Linked DNA regions of Mus musculus: region 1 is linked to region 2. Evidence: chromatin contacts called from public promoter capture Hi-C data. All regions are on one chromosome and are shown on one strand. Each heading gives the region's core, a stretch centred on a gene start, on an enhancer-like site or on the middle of the called end of the contact. The rest is flanking DNA. Distances are from core to core; before and after follow the strand shown. Region 1 overlaps Fyttd1 (forty-two-three domain containing 1). Region 2 has its middle 37 kb from the start of Zdhhc19.

Region 1 (7,045 bases), core at 81-2,580, 370 kb before region 2:
AACTACGATGTAAGAGGAGGGGCTGACGCAGATCATCTCTAAAGGCTCATCTACTTCTGTGCTCTGCGTTATAACAATGTGACTATCTTTAATTCGCCTTGGTGGCCTCATGTTGGAACCTCAGGTCACCCATGCATGAAATGGTCAAAAGTCAGAGGAACACCAAGAGTGGAGATTTAGCTGATCAGCAACTTCAAATCCCAGAAATCATATATAAAACCACTATAAGATGCTTTGTAACACACAACAATCTAAAAAACCACAACTCAATCTTTATAGCTCAGAATAACTCATGTGAAACCTGTTACATTTTATTTGTCAAAAATGAACAGCTTCAGAACAAATCTAATGTAACTTTTCCAAAAAACACCAAAAAGTACAGTGTAAAGCACCTCCTCGTTAAATACAAACGCTCACGTCGTGATGCACTGCATCAATGTTCTGCATACACCTTGATGCAAAGGAAATTTTACGTTGCACCCTGTTTAAATAAAATTAAAAAAAAAGGGGGGGGGGGCTTCAAGAACTGAACAAGGATGACTACAATCACATTCCAAGAGAGGGAATTTTTCTCCAACAAAGCAGATTGTTTTGTGTATATACAACAGGTCAGCACTCAAGAGTTTTAACTTAGTTGTATCAAAGGCAAAATTTGAACAAATATTAAGTTACAGATGAATGAAGAACAAACATTTACTATACCAAAGACACTGTTTTTCAATGTACTTAGTGTCAACATTTGGGCGATTTTTAAGATTTTCCAAAAATGGAATTACTAATACCTCTGTATAGTAATATTTAAAACAACAAGAAACAAAAACTTTTATATCATATTTTAAAAATTGTTCCAAAGATAGTGTTCATGCTCAATTGTTTTTCCTTTGCTTTAAAATAAGCTACCAGCAAACCACTCTAAAATGTTTTGTTTCTGAACCAAATATAAATATTCATATTGGCAAAAATGTTTTATGAGTCCTTGGCCTCAATGAAAAGCATTACAGCTAAGGAGAACTGGAGCTTACTTTCAAATTCTGTGATTAGCCTCTAAACCCCTCTCAAGTCCAAGTCCTGGCAGATTAACAGATGCTGAGGAAAGATTTAGATCTTTGGTATAAGCATGACATTGTTGCTGTTTTTCCCACAACTAGCACAAGCCAGTAAGAACTTGAAGAACATCAAAGACAATGAAGTCTAGGACACAATGAAGGCGGGCAGGAGTATAATGCTCTGTCTTTACAGGAGAAATCAACAGCAGAGACTTAAACACCCACTCAAACTTGAAATCACAGCAAAACAAAAGGTCAGGTTTCAAAATGACCACACTTGGTAATCTGTAGCTGGGACACGCCGCTGCATTTTGGCATCTCACTGTAATTTATGACCTATGACCATGTGAGCACTCTCAGCACTGATAATCTGTAGCTGGGACACGCCGCTGCATTTTGGCATCTCATTGTAATTTATGACCTATGACTGAGCAATCTCAGCACTATCTCGGCACAGCAGACCGTCCTCCAGTGTAAGAAAAAACAAAACAAAACAAAAAAACCCTTTTTCCTATAATGCCTGAACTTTGAGCAATAGAAGAAACGGAGTGAGTGTGTATAGTTAAATGTAACTTCATTATAATTTACTTTTTTTTCTCTCCTTTGTGACATATATAAGTAGATTTTTGTTTGGGGAGTTATAAATTATTGAACTTACTGAGTTTAAGAGCTTTACAAAAAAAACTTTTGAATATGAAACATAGGACTTTATATATCTAGTAAGTATATTGTCAAAATACCCAAGATTCAACTCATTTTAAAAATTGTAATTCTTGTAAGCATCATTTATAGAAGAATCTACAGACACTAGACTCAGGACAGAAGTCAACCCAGATGGCAGAGCTATGACTCAGGCTTTATTGTTCCCATGTCCAATCTGTCCGTTGGCCAATGCCTTTCATGTCTTCTCCATTTATACTGAACACAGACCATCAGGTTCCACACCAGGCGTCTCCTCCAAGGACCTAGCAGATAACTTTGTAAATAAGCATTTACAGCCCTAACACATTTTGGCCTGAGACTAATCCTGAGAGCCACATTTTTTTTTTTATTAAAAGTTTAATACTAAGTTCTTAGAACTTAGGGAGTTTAAGCTAACAATAACTGAAAAATGAACCAAGTTCTAAATATTTCCATAAGCCTCAAAAGTCAAAACCAAAATTCTCCTACAGTTTAGAAAACACCAGTAATGACAGAAAGGCAGCTGTCCTTGTCACGCCAACACATACATAAATGGGTAAGTGACAACACAGAGGTGTACTCTTATTTCTCAAGTTTAAGATTTACCATGGCAAATCCTAAAAACTGGATAAAAGTGATGAGATCCTAAATCCCACGCTCATAAAAATAATCAATGTCTGTCTTTCTGTCTTCCTTCTGCTTCAGGAGGAGTCAAAGAAGTCAACAGAGAATTGCTTTGTATGGGCCAACCATGAAATCTTTAAGAACAGATAGGTATATTCCCTGCTATTCTTTCAGGGCATTATTTATACATTAAAAAAACCAAACCAAAACAAAATAACCTTCAAAAATAAAGTTATTTAGGCTTGTGAATATTCTGAAGGAAAGTTTCTTGAACTTCTCCGATGAACTCTTCAAGCAAATCAACTTTTCAAACAGTCAACACTTAAAGTTCCTTGGACACGGATCTATCCCACAGTCACAAAGCGGCTTCCTCCTTTGCTGAACGTGAGGTTGGCTCTTTGCTCTTTCAGTATCCCAAATCGTTCATTCAAAGTCATCCCTGTCTATAGAAAAGGAGAAAAACATTAACTTAACTGAAAAAAAATTCCTTTATATGTGATTTTAAAAAGAAAAAAAAGATTTATTTATTTTATTTCATTTATGCGACTACACTGTTGCTGTCTTCAGACACACCAGAAGAGGGCATCGGATCCCATTACGGATGGTTGTGAGCCACCATGTGGTTGCTGGGAATTGAACTCAGGACCTCCGGAAGAGCAGTCAGTGCTCATAACCACTGAGCCATCTCTCCAGACCATGAACTTAAAATTAATAGTAATTAGTAGTAACAGTAAGCAACATCTTAAATTTGTGTATAATTTCAATTGACTCTAACAAAAAGAAGCTATACATGAAGTTGCCTATCAGGTTTAGAACTTAAAAGTAGGTATCCAAGAATCCTAGTCCTCTAATCATTAGATATCTATACTGCATTATACAAGCATATACACACTACTACTACTGTCTATATAAAATATATCCAAAATACCTCAATCTGAATTAATTTGAAGCTCTGCAAACACTGTTAAAAATTCCAGTGATACCTTTGGCAAAAAGTGTTATTTCAACTGATGTTGGCACACACAGTTGATGACATCACTCAGGAAGCAAAGGCAGGTGAATCTATGAATTTAATTCCAGAATGACCTACAGGGTTTCAGGCTTACTAAGAATATACTGTAAGACTCTGTCTCCAAAAAAAAAAAAAAAAAAAAAAAAAAAAAAGAAGAAGAGGGAAAGAAAAATACCAAACAACAAAAAAAGCAAAAAGCTATTTTATAGAAAAATGGTGGCCTACTCCTACTATCTATCCCAAGAGTTGGAGGAAGAAAAATCATGTGTTAAACCAACCTCAGCTACAGTATGAGACTATGACTTAAAAAAAAAATAGAAGCACAGTTATTTCAACTTCTGAGTATTTTTAAAACAAAGCTCTAAACTGAGTGCCCCATAAAAATTTAAGTAAAACTCTGGCCTCTGATTAACAAATAACAAAGTGTTTCCAAACAGAAAAGAAATTAAGAATAGGATCAAAATAAAATAGAACAAAATTCTCTCCCCTCCTCCCTGTTTTTTTTTTTTTCCTATTTTGAATGGAAAATTATACCAAGAACTTTGTCTATGCTAAACATGTACTCTCTAACTAAACAAAACCAAGTTTTCGCCCCATACTTCTAATCTTAAATTCCAGGACCTTATTTCTACCAAACTGTTTCCCAAAGAAGTATATGATAATATTCAACATAAATTCATAGTAAAAAAATCTCAGCAAATTAGAAAGACAGGAACTCCCTTAACCTGACAATCTACAGTAAACGTAAAGCCAGCAGTCTGTCTGTCTGTCTGTCTAGTTATCTATCTAATTTTTTTTTCTGTTTTTTTTTTTTTTTTGGTTTTTCAAGACAGGGTGTCTCTGTGTAGCCCTGGCTGTCCTGGAACTCACTCTGTAGACCAGGCTGGCCTCGAACTCAGAAATCCGCCTGCCTCTGCCACCCAAGTGCTGGGATCAAAGGCGTGCAACACCACTGCCTGGCTTCTAATTTTTTTTTTTTTAACTCAAAAACTGTTTCTTAGCTGGGTGGTGGTGGCACATGCCTTTAATCCCAGTACTCAGGCGGCTGGTGGATCTCTGTGAGTCTGAGGCCAGCCTGGCCTACGTAGTGAGTTGCAGGATAGCCAGGGCTGTTACACAAAGAATCTGTCTGGAAAAACAACAACAAAAAGAACTATTTCTTAGAGTTTGAGAGGAAAAACTGCAGGGTAGACAAGCTGTAACTCTCAGCATGTGACAAAGAAGGGAAATGGAAAACAGCTATAGAATAGGGGTGGGCTGTTCTCAGAGCAGAGTGAGCGGGCCCAGAGTATCAGGGCAAGCATGATTGGGACTGGGCAGTACCGGAAGAAATAGAAAGGGCAGAAAGCAAGTTTTACTTCAAGTTCAAACTCAGAAAAGTGGGCAAGTTTAGCTATAAAACATGGTCAAACTTCTAATACTTTATGTCAGGCAGAACACAGCAAGCACACTAGTTTTATTAATTCTATCAAACCCTTTAGTGGATGTGCTAGCCCTTAGAGCAAAACAAGAAAAAGTGTTTAAACACTGGAAAAGAAGTCAGAAAATGAAGAAGTATTTATATAGAAAAAAACCTAAACAATTTAGATTTGCTATAAAATTAAGCAATTAAATAAATTAGTTGACCAAGGTGTTTTACTTTTCTCTTTGTATTTTATGTATGTGGCCACTTTGCATGTACATCTACACACTAGAAGAGGGCATCAGATCCTATTGTAGATGGTTGTAAGCTGCCATGTTGATGCTGGGATTTGAACTCAGGACCTCTGGGAGAGCAGCCAGTGCTCTTAACCACTGAGCCAGCTCTCCAGCCTAAAGTTAAGTAAATTTAACAAGATCAACTAGTACAACAATACACGAACTGTCAAAATCATAGTGAAATGTTACTTTACACTAACTTGTCAGCATACAGATAAAGTGACAGATAATAACAAATGTTGACAAAAATGTGGAGAAGTTTAGAAACCCCATATATGTTGTAGGAATATAAAAGAATATAATCATCTTTTTGGGAAATAGCTTGATAGTTTCTAAAAAGGTTAAATGTTAAGTTAACATACAGTCTACCAAAATCTATCAAATATATCCATTGGCATTGACTTCCTCCCCCAAAAGAAAATATGCTAACAGCCAAAGAACACAAAAACTTTCAGCAGAATATATAATGTGATATATACATGTGATGAATATCATTCAAGTAATACAAAGAAAATACCAATACGGATGAAACTTTAAATAAATCATGGTAAATATAATAAGATCTGATTTAAATAAAATGTCAAACAGGTAATCTATGAGAGTGCCTGGGGAGTGGGGAAGGAGCTAGACCACACTGTTTAATGTGATTACAATATTTTTGGTTATCACAAGACTGTCAGTGAATGATCCAAAGAAACACGGGAAAATTTTTTTTTTACCTGTTTTCCCACACTATTTATGTCAAACTGTAGAGGGACGCCTTTAGGAACTTTCTTAACATCAGACTGTTCTCTTTTTGTCAAGAATGAGGGCACAGCAGTACGAGTTAATCGTGGTTTCTGAGTTCTAGCAAAGAAAAAAAGTTTAAATTAGCTTACCAGATAAAGTACTCAAAATTTCCTCACACGTTTTAAATGAATTGGGGCCATTACAATGTTCTCTCAAAAAATAAAAACAACAGTACCAGCTCCTGATGCACTGCTCTCAGCTACCAAATGTACAGCTGCTCTCGGTTCCTTTTCCAGGGTAAGCACATCTTTCTACCCCCACCCCCACCCCCAGGCTGGAGAGAGGGCTCAGAGCTTAAGAGCACTGGCTGCTTGTCCTTCCAGAGGTCCTAAGTTCAATTCCAAAATTCACGTGGTGGCTCACAACCATCTGTAATGGGATCTGATGCCCTCTTCTGGTGTGTCTGAAGACAGCTACAGTGTGCTCACATACATGAAATCTTTAAAAAAAAAAAGATTTTTTTGTATTTCATGTGTATGAGTGTCTGCCTCCATGTGTACATGTTCAGCACACATATGCAGAGACCATGAAGCTGAAGATAGGGGCTGGAGCCCTTGGGAGTCAAGTTACAGATGATTGTGATCTGCCTTATGGGTGCTGGGACTGAAACTCAGATACTACACAGGAATAGTAAGTTCCCTCTCATGCCCCACATGTAAAACATTTTAACAAGTCAAATAACTGGTGATTTCTAAATCATGATCTTTAAATTAAAGTAACCTGGATTTTTATTACAATACATACAGTGAAATAGTTAACTATATAAATTCACCTTGATAAGATTACACTATAAAACCTTTAAAGAGAAAGTAGCTCTGTCCGATCTCAAGGTAATGACATTCAAATTACCCAGTGGGAGGAGGGAGAGCAGTAAGCACAGGTGTCACCTCCCTCACTGTCACACACATCTACAAGGACACATCTGTCCTACAGACACAAAGCTGTGTGTTTTCTCAGGTGTTTCCCTATCCCTCGCCACCTTATTTACTTGTGTACTTTTTGATAGACTCTCTCACCAAGCCTGATGCTCAGTACCTGGCTAGACTGGCTTGCCAGTGAGCTCCAAGGATCCACCAGTACAACCTGTCTCTGCTCCTGCCCCTCCACCCCCATGCTGGGATTACAGGTTCATGCTGCCACACCTGGTTTTATATGTGAGGCCTGGGGATACAAACCCAGTTCAATGTGCTTGTAG
Region 2 (7,138 bases), core at 705-3,204:
GGAAGAAAGTCCTGATGCCCTATGTTCTTTCTGTTAATGTTTGAATAAGCCAATAGTGTGTCGCTGTGCTGAATTCCACATCCCTAAGCCCCTTACCCCATAAAAACCCCTAGCTTTCAAGCCTCGTGGCCAACATCCGTTATCTCCTGTGTGGGATACATGTCGGTCTGGAGCTCCGTAATTAAACGTCCTCATGTAATTACATCAAGATGGTAGTCTGTTCGTGATTCTTGGGTGCACACCGAATCGGGAGTTGAGTGGGGGTTTCCCCACTAGGTTCTATCAGAGCCACCATGTTGGTGCTGGGAATTGAACTCAGGTCCTCTGCAAGAACAAGAGTGTTGGCAACTGGTTCTAATGCTTTAATTGGGAATCTGTGAGTCTAATGCTGAAGGTCCTTGTCTTCAACTAATTGAGGGTTTTTTTTTTTCCAAGAAAATACTCAATTATCTTTTGCCTACTAGACAATCTGATGGGGACATTTTCTCAGCTGAAGTTTCCTTTTTCAGTTTGACTCCTGTTAGACTGTATTTGACAAAAAAACAAAGAAAGAACGAAAGAAAGAAAGAAAGAAAGAAAGAAAGAAAGCTTAGCAGTTTCTTAAACCACTGTCTCAACATTCTTTTAAAAAGTTTATAGCATATATATGTATATGTATACACACACACACACACACACATGTATATAGTGGGGTTGCAAGCATGTTTTAGTATGTTTGTTGAGATGTGCCAGAGGTGCCCCAAATAAAGCATCTCTTGTGCTACCGAAGGAACATTAGAGGAAAGCCCCATCCTGGGAAGCCACACAGGAAAGTCTCTGGCTAACTGCAGATGAACCAGTTTGCAGGATTCTCAGAAGTTCACTGATCATGTCCACAGGGAAGCTAGGTCCCCTAGCTGAACCACTTGCCGTGGTCACAGGGCAGGTTTCAGCTTGAAGTGTGCGCGTGCTTGTGCTGTTAGAGACCAACCCAGGGTTCCCTGTATGGTCAGCAAATACTCACTTGTGCATTACTCCTTAGTGCCTCAGATCCTTTCCAAACTGCCTTTCAAAGACTCACTCTGGTATCTTTGCAGGTGGGGCCCCCTTCTCTCTCTCTCTCTCTCTCTCTCTCTCTCTCTCTCTCTCTCTCTCTCGGATCCACAGGTGCTGAGCTGGCAGACCACAGCTTGATCCTCCTCAGAGGACTGGGCCTCCTAAGTGGCAGAGATTTTTGACACCCCAGCAAAAAGCCTTAATTACTACTCCATTGCCTTGAGAGTCCAGCAAGGCTCCCTAAGACAGCAAGCGGGGAAGCCAGGAAAGCTTTTAGAACTGTTGTGGGCCATGTCAGGAGACCAGAGAGTCACATGGGGGTAATTTAGGATCCCAGTTGCTGGTACATATTGGGGGCAGCTCCCTGCAACCTCAGGGTTACTCTGGTTATATAACCTGGACACTTGTCAGGAAGATGTTGGCCCCCATAGAGTAAGCTCCCCACAGGAGAAAGGCCACTGCCTTACCTACTGCAAAAGCCATCACCCATCCCAATCTCTATTTGACCTGCACATGATTTTAGGGGTTTCTCAGTGGCAAAGCTACAAGAGCCCCTGACCTAGAGAAAGACGGCTCTTGTTTCCTGTCCTCCTCTGGAGAAGGTTTGAGGTCACACTCCATAGGTCACTAGTTCCACAGCTAAACAGTGTTGTCTCAGGAGTGAGCCTGAGGAGAAGAGGCACAGGATCCCCAGAAATACCAAGTACTCTGACCAACCCTGCCCTGCTAGAGGAGGTGGGGCCAGGGCAAGTATCCCAAAAATAGCCCTCTGGTGGCCTGGGATCCCTGCCTCTGAGGTCAAATTTGGAACTGAGAATCCCAGAGGGGCTCTGTTCTCATACTCTCCGTGGCCTGTCCCCTCAGGCAGGCCATCTGGACACTCTGGGGAAAAGGTACAGGCTCCCTGTGGACAGGGAGGTCGCTGTGGCAACCTCTTCTGCTCTGAAAGTGTATGTAGATTAAGAGCACTCTGGGTTGGTCTGAGCTGTTGGAAGTGGGCAGAAGGGAAGCAGGATTTTAACTCTGCAGCTCCTTATCCCTTAAGCAGATGAGCATAAAAACCAACGGGCAAGAGGAGAGGTGGGGCATACGTGTGTGTGTGTGTGTGTGTGTGATACATGTGCTGTGCAACAAAGGCTGCGTGTGGCATGTGTTGTACTTTTAAAGTATGTTTGTGTGGTGAATGTGTGTTCTATCATCGGTGAAACCATGATTACTTTTTAGGGGTTATTAATCTCTATAAAAGAATTTGGAGCTGGACACGGTGGTGCACACCTTTAATCCCAGCCTTGCAGAGGCAGAGGCAGAAGCAGGCGGACCTCTGAGTTTGAGAGCAGCTGGGCTAAATAGTGAGACACTGCCTAGGAATAAGTTAATTAATTTAAAAAATGTAGACGAAGACTTAAAAGGAAGCTTGTAGACGATCAGGCAAGCAATAAATCTCAGCAGCTGCTGCAAACAGGAAGATGGAGAAGAGGTAAAGTCTTGTGCAGTGGAGGGCGACAAGTGTTGTAGCCTCCGAATCTCTGCAGTTATCTATCCTGTTTCTTGGAAGCCTCACCAAAGAGACTTCAGTATTGTGTGCAGACGGTTTGCCTCTGTGTTCCCCCACCCCACCCCACCCCCCACTCCCTGCAGAAGCTCTCATCTTCCCTCCTGTCCAAGGCAAGCACAGTACACAAGCTGCTTTCTGCGCTGCATCCCCACTGCAGCAAGCTCAGGGCTCCCTCCCTGTCCCTGTCCACTCCAAGGGAACCCAGCCTGGCATTAGAATGGCACTGCCCATAAAACCTCCTTAATGAAAACACCCCGAGGAGCTAGATGCTAGCTTGAGACAGCCTCCCTGCCTCTGCTGACCAAAAACTAGCTCTCCCTCTGATAAAAGGAACTCTACAGGTGCCTGTCCTTGGGACCTTAAAGAACTAACTAACTCAAAGAAGATTAAGGGCCCATGTTTGAATCACAGAAAAAAGGTAATCAGAGGTCACAGACAGTTATGGCCGGCCATAAAAATTAGTTCCTAATAACCCCACAAAAGACACTTTTTAATCCCCTCCCAGCTTCAGTTCGGTCCCACCAAATGGTAACCCAACCTCTACTCCCCTTCACCCTAAGCTTTCAAAGAATCCCTAACTGCACTGTATATAAGCTCAGTGCTTTCAGGACTCGGACTCGGGGTGGCATGCATGCTAGCACCTACGTCATGGGGTGGGGGGCTTGCCAAACTCATTTCCAATAAAAAGACTCTTTTGCAAGTTGCAGTGGACTTCGAAATTCTTGGGCTCATCTGGGTTTCCTGCGGACTCAGGGCATAACACAAGCAGATATGCATGAAGAAAGAAGAGTGTCAGAGAAAAAGAGGGGGAGAGACCCCAGAGCATCAGGCAAAGCAAGCTAAGGGGTTTTGTTTGTTTGTTTGTTTTGAGGTGGTGGGAGGAGATAGAAAGAGTAAAAGAAAAGTTACACTTTTCTTAGTTATTTTAAAAAGTGTGCAGACTTAACCAAGCCTTGGCAGAGGCTCTGTAACCTATACTGAGGGGGCGGGGTGGGGGTGGGGGCCTCCAGGAGGAAAGCACACCATCTCATTATGGGGATAATTATTCCTCCATCATGGCTTGGCCTCTGTGAATGGCCTTCCTGAGTGGTGGTCTTTTAGCTAAGTGATTGACAGGTCCTTAAGGAAGGCGACAGTCACAGACTGTTCCAATCTTCCCAAGCAAAGCAGAGCGAAACATAGAAGAGCAGGTCTCCACTCTGCCCAAGGCCAGAGGTATCTTCTATGTGCCTGACTGATGAGAGTCTCCTGCTGTGTATTCTGTGCGCGCGTTCGGGGCATCTGTGTGCTATGTGCTGGCATGGGGATGGTCACTCGGTCAGTGTGCATGGGTGGAAGGTGGTTTTCCTTGGAGGGAACTAAACAAAGGAAATGAGAAGTTGAGGTCAGGAGAGAGGTCGAAACTGAAAAAAAACCAGGGCAATCTGTGGATGAAGTAGAATTAAAGGGAAATAGACGGCCTAAGTGTGGGCAGAAGAAAAGCAGCCTCCTCGGGCCGAAGGCCATCCAACCCCTCCTGTGGAGTGAAAGCAGAAGGAAGAGGTGGCCACTGGGAACGAGCACCATGTGAGCAACGGAAAACCTGGCTGCAGGTGCTGAGGCCAGCTATTTTTACATAGACACCTGTCTTCTCTCGCTTCTGGGCCGCAGGCAGACTCGATCACTTTGTGTTGCCTTTTTTTTTTTTTTTTTTAAAGCTATTATATTGGGTTCTTGTACCTCTACCTCCTTTCTAACCCCCAACACTAGGAAGGAGAGAAAGAAGGTCAGAAGGGAAAGGCGGTATAGACCTCTATAGACTACTTCTTGCTGATTAGGGGTTTCAGGTTCCTAGGGGCAAGTCCAACCATCATTGTCAGAATGACAATGTTGGGGTGATCTTTTTGTGCACTGTGTAAATGTTGACATCTGTGCCCAGCAGGAAGTTGAGGGCAGGCCTGACTTTGGAATTGTTAGGCATCACCTATCTCAGGGTTTTATAACTCTCCCTCCAACAACTTCTGATTGGTTTAATAAGGAGCTGAAGGGCCTACAGCAGAGCAGGAGAGACCAGCTGGGATTTCCCCAGGAGAGGAAAGGCGGGACTTCTGGGCAGAGAGATAGCAACTCTGGGAGAGAGTCTGAGGCTGGAATTTCACTAGACACAGAGGAAGTCTGGAGTGTGAAGCTGAGGAGAGGTAACGAGCCACAAGGCAGACATAGATTAATATAAATGGGCTAATTTAAGCTAAGGCCTAAAGCTTTCCTAATTAATAAAAGATCTCCAGGTGGAGAGATGGCTCAGTGGTTAAGAGCACTGACTGTTCTTCCAGAAGACCTGAGTTCAATTCCCAGCAACCACATGATGGTTCACCCATCAGTAATGGGATCCGATGCCCTCTTCTGGTGTGTCTTAAGACAGCTACAGTGTACTCATATAAATAAAGTAAAATTGAAAAAAAAAGAGAGAGAGACTTCTTAAAAAACATTAAATAAATAATAATTTTTTTAAAAAAGAAAAGAAAGTTTTTAAGTCTCCACTGAGAGCCTCCTCAGCTTGCGGCTCCCGACCTCTCTGGCGGCTCCGTACGGGAAGCTGATTCAGGTCTCTTTACTCAGTTACTCTTCCCCAAGGCCAAAAACCTAGTATAGAAGTCTTTGAAGGCAGAGAGACCTGAGAAGATCCACATTCTTCTGATTGGCTGCATGAGACCCTGAATACCATACAAAGCTCTTTGAGCCTCCCAAACAGGGGTAATATCTGTGCGATTAAACAGAAGATCACTGAAGAGTGCCAAACAGCGGGAAGTAGCCAGCAAGACAGCGCCTTCCTGGAGATGGAGCCTTGTCGTTCAGTCAAAGGAAACCACGATCGATCGTGTCAGTTCTCAAATGCGTTCCTGATGAAATTCAACTGTTTATGACCAGGAGTCACTGTTTCGCCTTCCTTTGCCCTGAGAACATGACTACGCGTGAGTCTTCAGCAGTTAGATCTACCAAGTGCCGGGTGCCCTACTGCTCGGGGCCTGCTGCCTGTTTGGGGGGAGTTCACTGTGTAACTATCTGTGGTGGTTTGACTAGGAATGCTCCCATGGGCTCATCCATTTGGATGTTTGGTCTCTAGTTGCTTGAACAGTTTGGGAAGGATTAGGAGGTGTGGCCCTGTTGGAGGAGTGTGTCACTCAGGATGGATTTTGAGTTTTTAAAAGCCTAAACGGTTCCCAGTCAGCTCTTTCTGCTTCCTACTTGTGAATAAGGACGTAAGCTCTAAGCTACTGCTCCAGAGCCATGCCTGCCTGCCTGCCCACCCCATGCTCCTTGACACGGTGATAACGGTCTCACCTTTGAACTCTAAGCCGACAATAAACTCTCCTACGAGTTGCTCTGTTCATGGTATTTTGTCATAATGGTGGAAAAGTAGCTAAGACACCGAATGGCAAAGGTATGCAAATAGCTATGATGTGGCAGAATGGAAAGAGGTGTGGAGCGAGACATATTAGCAGGTTTTTAGTTGCTATAACAGAATACCTGAAGCTAGAAACTTTATAAAGACAAGAGGTTTACTTAGCTTAAGATCCCAGAGATTCAAGAGTATAGTGCTAGCTTCTTCTCAGCCTTGGTAAAAACCCTCGGCCTCCATTACAACATGGCAGATGGGACCATGGTGAGAGCAAATGTGAGAAGGAAAGGTCACGTGGGGAGGCAAGAAACAAGAGATCAGAGGCAAGGATCATCTGCATCATCCATTCATGTTTGTGGTGCCAAGCAGGAGACTCGAGCCTGGGTAAGCTGTGTATCCACCCAGCTCTACATCAAACTCTGGATTCCTCCCTTCCTCCTTCCCTCCCTTCCTTTCTTTCCTTTCCTTTCCTTTCCTTTCCTTTCCTTTCCTTTCCTTTCCTTTCCTTTCCTTTCCTTTCCTTTCCTTTCTCTCTCTCTCTCTCTCTCTCTCTCTCTCTCTCTCTCTCTCTCTCTCTCCCTCCCTCCCTTTCTCCCTCCAGGGTTTCCATGTAGCCCTAACTGACCTAGAACTCACTACATAGAACAGGCTCCCTTCCAACTCAAGACTTGCCTCTGCCTCCCTAGTGCTAGGATCAAATCTGTTCTCTATGGTGTTTGGCCCTTTTATAAAAAAATAGTTAAGAGTTGAGGCTGGAGGAGAGATGGCTCAGTGGTTCAGAGCACTGACTGCTCTTTCAGAGGACCCAGGTTCAATTCCCAGCATCCACATGACAGCTTCAATTATCTGTAACTCCAGTTACCAGAGGATTTGGCAATTCAGATAAGCTGTGTATAGGAAGGACACCAATGCACATAAAATAAAAAGAAATACAGTCTTTTAAAAAAAATAATTAAGAGCCAAGCACGGTAGCACACTCCTATAAACCTAGCACCCAGGAAGCTAAAGCAGAAGGATTGTTAGTTCCAGGCCAGCCTGGGCTACAGAGAGTTCAAGGCCAGTTTGTATACAGGTCACATGCTGGCCTGGGCACCTCCATTCACTGGTCTCCAGGTCCTGGGAAGAAATGGGGTGCTTCCCTCTGGGAGGTGTGAACACAGAAGACCCCA

Evidence for each region. Capture Hi-C pulls out chosen DNA fragments and counts their contacts.
Region 1: a promoter capture Hi-C map of adipose tissue shows a contact between it and region 2. The contact joins two enhancer-like sites. A contact is called at or near these places in 1 of 115 datasets of contacts at active chromatin or transcription factors (memory CD8 T cells) and 1 of 9 other capture datasets (adipose tissue).

Annotation. Positions count from the first base shown.
Region 1 is chr16:32,901,281-32,908,325 of GRCm38.p6, reverse strand. Fyttd1 (forty-two-three domain containing 1) reads right to left here. Exons shown (of 9, transcript NM_027226.4): 8 at 5,781-5,907; 9 at 1-2,794. The coding sequence ends at 2,696. Among named protein-coding and RNA genes, the nearest start is that of Lrch3, 9.3 kb to the left of the region's middle. Within about 2 kb of position 1,330, at least 7 of the 459 cell types and tissues checked have an H3K27ac peak or open chromatin away from gene starts, as enhancers often do. A contact at or near this core is called in adipose tissue, where this site is marked.
Region 2 is chr16:32,530,192-32,537,329 of GRCm38.p6, reverse strand. No RefSeq gene overlaps it. Among named protein-coding and RNA genes, the nearest start is that of Zdhhc19, 37 kb to the right of the region's middle. Within about 2 kb of position 1,954, at least 25 of the 459 cell types and tissues checked have an H3K27ac peak or open chromatin away from gene starts, as enhancers often do. A contact at or near this core is called in adipose tissue, where this site is marked.